2 separate regions of the Mus musculus genome follow, and region 2 is linked to region 1. The links are chromatin contacts, called in public promoter capture Hi-C maps. All regions are on one chromosome and are shown on one strand. Each heading gives the region's core, a stretch centred on a gene start, on an enhancer-like site or on the middle of the called end of the contact. The rest is flanking DNA. Distances are from core to core; before and after follow the strand shown.

What was found. Promoter capture Hi-C pulls out the DNA fragments that hold promoters and counts their contacts.
Region 2: a promoter capture Hi-C map of pre-B cells shows a contact between it and region 1, with 7 times the contacts expected there. The contact joins the promoter of Psen1 here to the promoter of Susd6 in region 1. A contact is called at or near these places in 3 of 39 promoter capture datasets (the C10 cell line, liver and pre-B cells).

What each region holds. Positions count from the first base shown.
Region 1 is chr12:80,787,378-80,793,313 of GRCm38.p6, reverse strand. Susd6 (sushi domain containing 6) reads right to left here and starts at 2,782. Exons shown (of 6, transcript NM_178682.4): 1 at 2,499-2,782.
Region 2 is chr12:83,684,597-83,690,532 of GRCm38.p6, reverse strand. Psen1 (presenilin 1) reads right to left here and starts at 2,381. Exons shown (of 12, transcript NM_001362271.1): 1 at 2,240-2,381.

The sequences.
Region 1 (5,936 bases), core at 1,533-4,032:
ACATGCACAACCAAAAGCAAGTTTTAATGTGAGAAATGGACAAACATAATGTGTGTAAAATAATGCTTACTAGTAATAATAAACTTGTAAAAAGTCTTACTTTTAGAAGCCAAGTGAATTAGTACCTTTGGAGGGCACGTGTTCTCGTGTGTGTGTGTGTGTGTGTGTGTGTGTGTGTGTGTGTGTGTGTAGGAAGCAGTGAAGCAGGAACCGAGGCCCCAGACACAGTAGAGGAGGAAATCCCCTGTCAGAAGATGCATCATTACATAAGTGCTCCAGTTCAATCGCCACACCATGGAGACCGGGCAGGAAACCACAGAGTGCTGAGGTCTTGCCACCTACCAGGCTGCAGGACCTTTTTACCTGGCTTTCTCTTTTCAGTGAGCTTGAATGCTGGCTCTGGAGAAGCTGGACTCAACAAGTCAAACTGACACCTGGTGGGCTTGCTCTCAGGACTGCATACCCTGAGCCTTTTCTATAGCAGAAGGTGAGGATTTTTTTCCTCTCTCATTCCTACTACAATATCCAGAGTCCCTCTGTAGACAGGAATCCCATCTACAGGGTCAGTCTCGAACTGATAACTGTTCTTCCTTTTAAACTTAATGGGTACAAAGTTCCTTAAGCAGCAAACAGTGAGCCAGGCATGGTGGCTCACACCTTTAATCTCAGCACTCGGGAGGCAGAGGTAGGCGGATTTCTGAGTTTGAGGCCAGCCTGGTCTACAAAGTGAGTTCCAGGACAGCCAGGGCTATACAGAGAAACCCTGTTTCGAAAAAACAAAAAACAAACAAAAAGCAGCAAACAGTAATGAAAACTAACACCATAAATCAAAATAAACTAAATTAAAAGTTGAGCACCATGAAAATCTGTCTGGTTTCAGTTTTAATCATCCCAGTATCTATAAAACCAGGTAACGACTGGCATATGCTGTGTATGATATGAAATTTAAAAAAAAAAGTGAACTAGTATTGTGCAACCTACCATTACTGGGCTTCCAGGAGCAAGTTAGGGATGCTTATCATCAGAGAAAGAGCCTCAAACAGTGGTGTTTTGAGAAGAATCTAGACACTCCAGAACTTACATTTGTGGCTTACATTATTTAACATGTGTAACTTTCATCTCAACTGAAAAAATAAGGATAATATCGGCCCTACCTCAAATATTATTACATGAGATCAAAAGTGAAACTTGGGCCAGTGTGATAGCTCAGAGTGGAGAAGCACCAGACGTGATCACCAGAGTTCAATTGCTGGGAGGTAGAAAACTGGCTCCTGCAGTTTGTTCTTTGACCTCCACACCAGCACAAGTTCACACACTCAAACTCACACACGCTAAATGAATTTAGCTTGGGACACAATAAACCCTCAACAAGTTTTCCACAGTATCACCACCTTATGAAGTGATTCCTTTATTGAAATACAGGAATCCACTCCCACCCCCAACTCAAGACAGTTCTCATTTCTACTTGAATGTGCATCTAATGAAAAATGCAAAGCTCAGAAAACTAAGAAGTCAAAGCCAAGGGCATGTCTCTACTAGTCTCCACTAGATGGTGACAGCCTGGGTGTAGAATTCCCAGAGCACAAAAGTGTGTGTGTGTGTGTGTGTGTGTGTGTGTGTGTGTGTGTATGTGTGATTTTATTATTATTATTATTAACCAAAGGGATTCTAACACCAAAAACCGATTGACCAGTGAAAAGTGGAAAGTCACTGCGGATCTTGCAGATCTAGAAAGGACTAAATACCCATGGCTTAACTGAAAAGGATAATGTCCCCGCACCTCTCTTCGAACCCCAACCAACAAGAGCAACAAAGGGCAGCACACTACCTTGTCACCAAAGAAGTGTGTGGCAACAACATTGGGCCTCTGCTGAACTAATGTAAAGTTCCCAATGAACTTAATGCCTCTTTGGGATCCCCGGCCTTGCTGCCCTCCCAATTCCGTTACAGGTAAGTTTTTCCACCATGGTGGCTGTCCCGGGAGGGACCATCAGTCTCACAAGTAAGAAAGTCTATATGTAGTTACAGTAAAACCGAAACAAAACAGGAAATGGGTTCGGCAAGTTTCAGCCCACATAATAAGAAAAGTTTTTGCGACTGAAGAGGCGACCAGGCGCTGGGGCTCCAGAACGCTCCCGCGCACAGGCGAGCGGCTGCAAGGTTTCCTCAGGAAACCCACCTCGGCCAAGCCGGTCCCGCCGTGCGGAACCGCGGCTTCGCTGGACTGGAGGGCCTCCGCCTTGCAGCGCGCTCCACCGAGCCCGATCTGCTCTCCGCTCTCGGGCACCGGCACAACCACGCCGCCGCCCTCGGAGCGGCCCGACCCGGCTACTCCCGCGCGGCTCGCAGTGCTGACACCGGCCGGCGCGGTAGCAGGCGGCCGCGCAGAAGGCCCGCGTCCCTGAGGAAGTGCTTGCCCGCCAGTGCCCTGACAACCGGCCCCGCGCGCCGCTGACACAAAGCCGGCCCCTCCAGCCCGGGCGGCGGTGACAACTCACCCGGGAGCGGCGCCGAGACCTCCGGGAAAGGGGGCGCTAGCAGCTCCCGCGTCGCCGAACCCGCTCCGCCGCTGAGCGCGCCCGCCTGCCTGCACTCCCTGTCGGGTCCCCCGCGACGCCTCGCGTGCCCTGGTCTGGCTCACGCGGCCGGGCGCTGACGAAGGAGGAGGACGAGGACGAGGACGCGAGCGGTGGCCGGCTCCTGAGGATGGAACGCGGCGGCGGTGGCGACGGCTGCGCCAGCGTCACTGGCCCAGCTGTACGACGCGGGCGGGGGAGGCCCCGCAGAGGGGGCAGGGCAGGGACGAGGCCTGGGCGGGGTCAGGCACGCACGCAACAAGCGCAGGCGTCGCGCCGCTGCGACCGCCCCGAGGAGTCACGCGCACGCGCCTCTGACCTTGTCTGACACGCCCCTGGCGGCGGGGGGAGGGAACCTTAAAGAGACAGTCACTCGAACTGCTCTGGCTGTAATACTCTAGTTAAGCCACCTTCCTAGAGGGCCCTCCGGTTCTTTTACTGTTATTGTTTGGTTATTATTTGGATGTTTTAATTACTGTCATTTGCAAGGAAGTATACTGTTGTTTAAGAGCCTCTTCTACACACGTCGCCCATTTAGGTCTTGAATCGCTTGCCTGACCTATCTTCAAAGCAGGTTATTATCTCCCTATTAAGCTGTACTCTAGGTTAGGGTGTGTAACTTAACTATCTCAAAAGTGTCCCGAGGGGGTTAGGTGGGGGTGGAAATGTAGATCAGGCCATTCTGATTCTATAACGCTGGGGTGGGCTTCAGGAATCTTTTTAATGGGTGTCCCTGAGTGCTATTTCTGCGCACTCAAAAACACCTGGCAGATCTTAAATGGAGGAAACTGACATTCCAGCGAGGCCTGGGGAACCTAGAGCTGCAGGCTTGGCCCCTAGCTTTTTGCTCTGCTTCTGAGCCTCCTTGAATTGCTTTCAAGCGCGTCTTAGGTGAGCAAATTGAGCACTGGTCAGCTGCATCCATTTAACAGTGACTCTCACTACAGAGGGGTGGCCATATGACAGTAGGAACTATCTCTTTGTGCCTAGGTACTTGGTACTAGGTACTTGGCCTGTCTTAGAGGTGCTCAATAAATGTTGAAGCACTCCTTGAAAATCAGTGACTCATAAATTAAGAAGGCCTGTTAGCCTTTTCTTTTTTTTTTCTTTCTTTCTTTTTATTTCTATTTATTTATTTATTTATTTATTTATTTATTTATTTCGAGACAGGGTTTCTCTGTGTAGCCTTGGTTGTCCTGGAACTCACTCTGTAGACCAGGCTGACCTCGAACTCAGAGATCCGACTGCCTCTGCCTCCCAAGTGCTGGGATTAAAGGTGTGCCCCACCATGCCCAGCCTTTTCTTTTATCTGTGCAAGTGCCCTACCTAGGATCTACTGGAGTTTTTTGTTTCTTCTTCTTCTTCTTTTTCTTCTTCTTCTTCTTCTTCTTCTTCTTCTTCTTCTTCTTCTTCGTTCTCCTCCTCCTCCTCTTCTTCTTCTTCCTCTTCCTCTTCTTTCTTCTTCTTCTTCTCAGTTCTCCTCCTCCTCCTCTTCTTCTTCCTCTTCCTCCTCTTCTTTCTTCTTCTTCTTCTTCTTCTTCTTCTTCTTCTTCTCAGTTCTCCTCCTCCTCCTCCTCTTCTTCTTCTTCCTCTTCCTCCTCTTCTTTCTTCTTCTTCTTCTTCTTCTTCTTCTTCTCAGTTCTCCTCCTCCTCCTCCTCTTCTTCTTCTTCCTCTTCCTCCTCTTCTTTCTTCTTCTTCTTCTTTTTCTTCTTCTTCTTCTTCTTCTTCTTCTTCTTCTTCTCAGTTCTCCTCTTCCTCCTCCTCCTCCTCTTCTTCCTCTTCCTCCTCTTCTTTCTTCTTCTTCTTCTTCTTCTTCTTCTTCTTCTTCTTCTTCTTCTTCTTCTTCTTCTCAGTTCCCCTCTTCCTCCTCCTCCTCCTCCTCCTCCTCTTCTTCTTTTTCTTCTTCTTCTTCTTCTTCCTTTTCTGCCAGATACCCTTTGAACAAAGTTACACCTCAGGGCCTTTCACCTAGAAAGCTTCCAATAAAGGTGCTGTGAATTACTGCCACAACAACACACCCATCCCTTAGAGCAGTGGTTCTCTCAGCCTTAATGCTGTGATCCCCTTAATACAGTTCCTCATGTTATGACAAAACTCCCAACCATAAAACTATTTTTTGTTGCTACTTCATAACTATAATTGTGGTAGTATTATGAATCGTAATGTAAACATCTGTATTTTTTGATGTCTTAGGTGCCCCCTGTGAAAGAAAGGGTCCGGTTCAACCCCTTTCAGGGTCCCAAATCACAGGCAGAGGACCACTTTAGAAAGCTCCCCCCTCTCCCTGTGGGCCTAGGAGAAACCCCTGATGTATTCCCTTCTTTTTCCTTTCTTCCTCTGAAAAATAGACACCTGGCATCCTGCCTACTTACCCAGTCTGAGGGAGCTGCACCTGCCCAGACCATTAAGGGGGTTGAAAAACATCAGCCTGGCAGGATCTGGACAGCCTGTAATTCCGGCATTAGGGAAAGAGGTTGAGGCAGGAGGATTCCAAATACAAGGCTAGCTTCAGCTACAAAGCAAGATCCTGTCTCAGCAAAAGAAAAGATGAGAAATACTGCAGGACCGTAGCATAGCTTACTAAAACTTGTGGTCCTGGCAGGAAGACCCAAGAGACAAGAGAAAAGAAACAGGGAAAGGGTAAAGAAGAGCCCGAGCCCCACCAAACAGAAGGATGGGTGAAAAAAAAGAAAGCAAAGGAAGAAAGTGGGTATACAGACAGATCATGTCTTCTGAAAGGACAGCTGAGTCTCCAGCCGTGCGTGGCAGTTTGGCCACTAACAGGGAACTTCATGGAACACTTGCCGCATCTCACGATGTCAACCCATATCATTACTCACCACCTACCAGAGTTCAGCAACTGGGAACAAAGTCCTCCAGCCCGGACTGTGTCCGGGGCTCTCCAGCAGTCTGGCAGGAATCCAATCACATCACCCCGCTGAAAAACCGACACCTAAGCCTCCCCACCCTGCTGGCACATCTCTAACAAGCTACCACCTGCCACACCTCTGAGACCTCACCATCTGCTCCCCTACCTGGAGTGTCCTTTCCCATCCACCCTTCCTCACTGGCTGTGCCTCTCGCGTCCCTCTGGAAGGCTCTGCTTTATCTTTACGTCCTCACTTTTTTCCCTTTGCTTTTATATTGCCAGGATGGGGATCAGGTCTAGCCCTCTTCTCTCTGGCCAGTACGGGCTCTCCAACCTTTTCCTTCCCTCTTACCCCTCCTAGCATACTTCCAATACTCCCTATAGATCTTATATCCTGCCTTGCTCTGCTCTCCTGCCAAATGAGGATGGTTCTCCCTGGCTTAGAGTAAGTGCTTGTTGTGGTTTGGTTTGGGTTTGGGTTTTTGTGGAT
Region 2 (5,936 bases), core at 1,132-3,631, 2.9 Mb before region 1:
ACCTATGCTCAGTACCCAGTACTAATATAAAGGTGGGAAGAGAGAGCTAACTTCAGACTTCCGAATATTACTATGGAAGCCCCCCCAACCCTGCACACAAAAATAACATTTTTGTTTTTTAAGTAAGGCAATAAACAGTGGAGAAACGCTCCCCCTGTCCTCCTCTGGCCTCTGAATTTGTGAGCATATAGGCAAAGACTTCAGCTTTGCATATAAAGTAGAGGTGCACACACATACATATCACACCCACAGAATAAGACTCAACATGGTCTCTATCTGTACTGTCAAACAGACTACAGGCCATCCTAGGTTAGATCAGGTGGATGAATTCGCTCTACTCTCGAGTCATTCACCATCTCTGTTATCCAGGCTGGCCGTGATTTTCCAGCTCAGCCTTCCAAGTAGCTGGGACTCCTAAAGCACCGCCTATACCTGGAAATTATAAAGACTCAACCCAAAGTTATTTTAATAATTCTGTAATGAAGTTATTTTTATTGTGAGTCAATGTCTCTACCTTCTGTGGAAATGGATGGAATACAAGTATTTTTAAATTAAAAACGAATATTTACATCTAATTAACTTGCATAAATTCTTTCTGCTTTCACTCAAACAAGGAACTGGAAAAGACATCTGAAAACCAAATAGGGATTCTTGGAGCAGCAAATAGGAATCAGGTTTCTTTTAGACAAGGAAACACTGTGCCAGGTGCTGGGGATACTGTAGTCAGGGGTTGCTTCTGGTCACTGAAGAGCCTCCTAACTATCTAGAGAGGACAAGTTAATTTGACACGGATTTCCTGTTAAAAATGAAACTGTTAGCTACACTGGATTAACAAATCATTAAGACTAATTTCAACTGCTTCTTGTTACCTTTAAAAATGTGTCTGTGGGGCTGGAGAGATGGCTCAGCTGTTAAGAGCACTGACTGCTCTTCTGAAGGTCCTGAATTCAAATTCCAGCAACCACATTGTGGCTCACAAACATCCGTAATGAAATCTGATGCCCTATTCTGGGGTGTCTGAAGACAGCTACAATGTACTCACATATAATAAATAAATAAACCTCTAAAAAATTTTTTAAAAAAGTGTCTGTGGGAACATTTAAAACTAGTATTTGTGGTTCACGCTCATCTTTCAAGGGTACAATGGTACAGAGATCCTTCTAAAACAACACCAGGCCTTTCATTCCTATCGCTGACAATGCTCCCTGAAGCTTCCGTGTTTCTCAGCTTCTGTGACACTGCACTATTGTGGTTTCTGCATTCGTCCTCCTCAGCAGCCTCGTTGTCCTCCTTCTACCTGGCTCTTTGTTGTGTTCCCTAAGTGTCCACCCAGTTCTCTGCTCCAACATCAAACAGCAAATCTACTTAAGTGACCCATGTTTACAGTTTACAGCTCTGACCTCAGGCCATCTTCACCCGCTGTCACTTCAAAAGTACTATTTCCAAACCACTGCCTAACTTCCTTATTTCTCTCTCATTCTCCAAACTTGAACCCAGTCAATCTTATGCGTTAGTTGAACAGATCGCCTGTCCTGCTCACGTTTCTTCTACGTTTCTGTTACTGGAACTCTCATTTCTCCTAGTTATGTAAAAAGTTACCTCAATTGTCTCATGCACTCCGTCCTCCACTACCAGGCGGATGTGCCTGAGCCTCTGTTCGCGGCAGTGCCACATTTGAAAACGTGAAAGGGAAGAACTAGCAAACACTAAAGGCGCCTACAAGCGTCAGACACATGCATCGTGACAGTTCTGAAGAAAGAACAAGCGCCATACGACTCTTCGCCTGCCAACAGACACACTGAGAAGTTAGCCCCGAGTGCCACTCACTCACTTCTGGACTATGACACACTCGGGGCACCAGACGCAGAGTTTCACCAGTTGCTCAAGGCGACCCAGCCTAGGGCGCTTCCTCTATCTCTAGCTCCACTCTGATCGAGAGGCCACCCCTGATGCCAGCCATCTGCTCCCGGCCGCCCGGGGAAGCCAGCACTTCCGGGGTACCAAAGCTCGGAGAAGGCTGCTCTCAGTCTGGCCCCGGCTGGGTTCCGAGAAACCGGCTTCACCCCGTTTCCCACGCGGGGTTCCTCGATCTCCGCCCGCCTGGACCCCGCCCCTCATCCCTAGAGACGCCCGCAGCGCGGCCCTCGGAGACACAGGCCCGCCCGGACCCCCGGCAGGCAGGCGACGGTGAACACGACCGGCAGAGACACCCTCCGCCCCGCACACCCTGGGCACGCACCTTCTCTCTCCGCGCCCGGGCGGCCGGCTCGCAGCCTAGGTTTCCGCCTCAGCTGCCGCTGTTTTGTTTCCGACGAATACTCGCGGCCCACGGAGCAGGTCGTCCTAGGCCCCGCCCTAGAGGTCTCACCGGTGTCGCAACTTCCGGCCTCGGCGACGTTGGCCCCTAGACCCGGGAGGGGACGGAGCTTCCGGTGGCGCGCGCAGGCCACGAGGGCTGGGGGCTGGAGCTGGCCTAATCCACTCGCATAGATGTAAGGATGTGCGCGACCTGAGGCCTCTCTAGGGTTTGAGGCGCGTCTAGCGTTCTTCCAGTCTACAAGTGACATTTTCCCTTGTTTTTGGTTGAGACTGCGATTCGAGCGTTCCCTGCCGGTATCAAACATACCTTGTAGGAAAGGATGGGCTTGAACCTATTTATTTGGTTTCCATGTGTGGGGACACCGTGCCTTGTTTTGTAGTGACATTTTAAATCCAACACTTCCCATTTCTCCACAGTATTTATTTGAACAGTTCCTCAAAACGGATAAAATTTACTGTTTGTACTCTCAATAAACCAAAGCGATTGGTGGGTAAACAGAACCTGAGAAATATCCTATTAGTCTAGGTTCCGAGTCTGAAAGTCTTCCCAGATGGCAAGCTTCTAGAAAGCAAAGAATGTTTCCTATCTTGATTTTTACATCCCTCAGATTTTCCTTAATCGGAGAGACAATTATCAACAGCACACCACACATTTCACTTGGGCAAAAAACAACAGAGAAATTATTCATAATCCCAAATAACCAGAAAACGGCTAATGTGCTTAAGGAGCACACACGAGGAACTAGATTCTACTCCCAACAGAGACAAATACATCGGGATGGTGTTGTATCTGAAATCATAACACTCAGGAGGAGATGGGGCAGGACAGTGAGTTGAAATCGGACTGGGATTCCTAGCAAATTACAGGTCAAACTAAGATACACTGGGTCAAACTTCCTTTTTTCTACTTCCCAGAAGGCCTCGTTCTAAATAGTAGAGCATCCATCTCCATTTTCTCCCAACATTCTCAACCCTGCTTCAATAAACTCAGACTTCACTATTTTCATGCTTAAGATCTTGATACTTTAGTCTTTTCCGCCAGCGGAATGGCAACTGGGAGGAGACATAGCATAACCTTGGGTAGTTTTCCCTCAATCATTTACTTATACCCTCAATCATTTACTTATATGGGAAGAAGGCAGAAAATTGTAGACAGTACAGAACAAGCTCAATACACTTGCTAAACAAGCATAGACTAAAAGCCATTTGCAAACTACATTAATTGCGATCTTTTGGTAGAATGGCAAATGCTGTAAACTATACAGAGAAGCAATTTCGACAAACATTTTTGTGCAAAGATGTTCGTGGAGTACTGGTATATATATAAAAAAATCTCACTGTCCTACAACAAATCTTAGTTCACCTAGGTTATAAAACTCATGAATGGGGCTGGTGAGATGGCTCAGTGGTTAAGACCACTGACTACTCTTCCAAAAGTCCTGAGTTCAAATCCCAGCAACCACATGACGGCTCACAACCATGAGATCTGACGCCCTCTTCTGGTGCGTCTGAAGACAACTACAGTGTACTTACATATAATAAATAAATAAATCTTAAAAAAAATACTCATGAATGAAAGCTATGAGCAAGAGAACTGTCTAATGGACAAAAATGGCAGTTGTATTTACACTCAGTGTTCCAATAGATTCTTGTAAAAGTAAACCCTCAAAGGGGAGGGGGGACAGGAACTGAGTAGACTACAGATACTTCTGTTTTCTATATTCCTTTTTAGGGATATAAACACAAATATTACATAAATGACATGGGAAGACTGACACCAGGGAAGGGCAAAGGTGATTAAACATTAACCACCAATGAATATCAAATAGACAGACAATGTTTATAGAGTGCCAAGAGAAGCTAATGTATCCCACTCGGGCACCCACGGAAATATCAAGGCACACAACACTTCTAACTATGTGAATAAGATCTGAGACATTTGAAAGGCACATACTAAATAATTTTCTATTTTTTCAATGTAATATAGCATTGAGGGTCTAGAAACACTAAAACCTAAGAATGACCAAACAGTGCCAAAGAATAGTGAGAATTTCTGCAGTGTAGCATTTATTTTCCCCATTATTCAAAACCTGGCAATAGGAAGATGAGAAAACCCAGTAGCAACTAATGAGTGAAGCAGGAAATGACTTGGCCTGATTGACTAGGTCACTTAGGAGAGGAGCCTGCAAGGCAAGACTAGGAATGCAGTCACTAGAAGCCAGGACCTAGTCAATCAGGCCAGGTTTTCCTAACAATGACTCCAAGGTAAGTAATATTTGCATATGACCAGAATTCACTTTTGCTCACAGAAACTTAATGATTTCCTACAGAAATATCTTTCAATGAAAAATTTGCCTTTATTTAGAATATCGCCTAGAAATCAAAATATGTTTCCTCAGTTTCTATAATTGGGTACAACTACCAACAATGTAAAGCTGCCAGGAAAAAATAAAAAACTGTTGAACTATTCATTTTTCCTTTTGTTATCAAAAAGGAACTGAGTGGGCTAGAGAGATTGCCTAGCAGTTTAGAGGTCTGACTGCTCTTTCAGAGGTCATGAGTTTAATCCCCAGCAAGCACATGGTGGCTCAAAACCATCTGTAATGGGGTCTGATGCCCTAGTCTGGTGTGTATTCATATACATAATAATAATAAAAAAGGGAATCTGAGTATTGTCTGACTTGTTTCTTAGTATTTTGGAAGTGGAGGCAAAATACTGAGTTCTACAACTGAGCTCCAAGGGCAGACAGGTGCCTAAATAAAGCCAAGGAGAGACAGAAGGAAGCAGGGAGGAAAAAAGGACAGGAAAGGACTTCAATGGAATGAATCTCTGGGAGAAGTAGACTTAAAATGGTAAGGTTCTAGCAGTGGTGGTGCATGCCTCTAGTCCCAGCACCCACAATGGCAGAGACAGGAGGATCTCTATGAGTTCAAGGTCACACTGCTATAGCAAGATGTTCCAAGACTGCCAGAGCAAAACATCCCCTTACAAAGAAAGAGGGAAAAAAGGAGGGTTCGGCTACTACACAATTCAACTCTTATAAAGGCTATCAGTGCAACTAATAATAAGTGATGTGGCATACAATTTAAAAACACTGCTTGAGAAAAATGTCTTCATTCATGTTTTTAATCATTTATTTTGCAGGTATTTCTAACTGTTTTTAACTTGGTCACTTTTAAGACTCACATAGGGAAGGGCAAGGAAATTACACCTAGTCTCTCAAAAATAAAAGCAAATAAAAAAAGGTAAGTTAAATTTTTGAATTAATGAAGGCATGCTCTCAAATGCAAACAGATAAAGCTGAACTAAAACCAGAAAAACCTGCAACCATTCTGACATAAAAATCTTTATTCTGTAGTCACAGACCTGCATACCAAGTTGGATACACAAACCGCATAAACAGTGGATGCCTACTTATATGTATGTGCGATTTTATTTTCTTCAAGGTAGTTGAAAAAAATACAGATATCTATTTTGGCTCAAGCTGTGTTAATCAACCAGTACTGGTATTAATACCAGATTATTTAAAATTTTACTGTGAAAAAATATTACTTGATATTACGTAATTTATAGTACAGAGAACTACACAAAACAAACACTATGATAGTTCAAATAA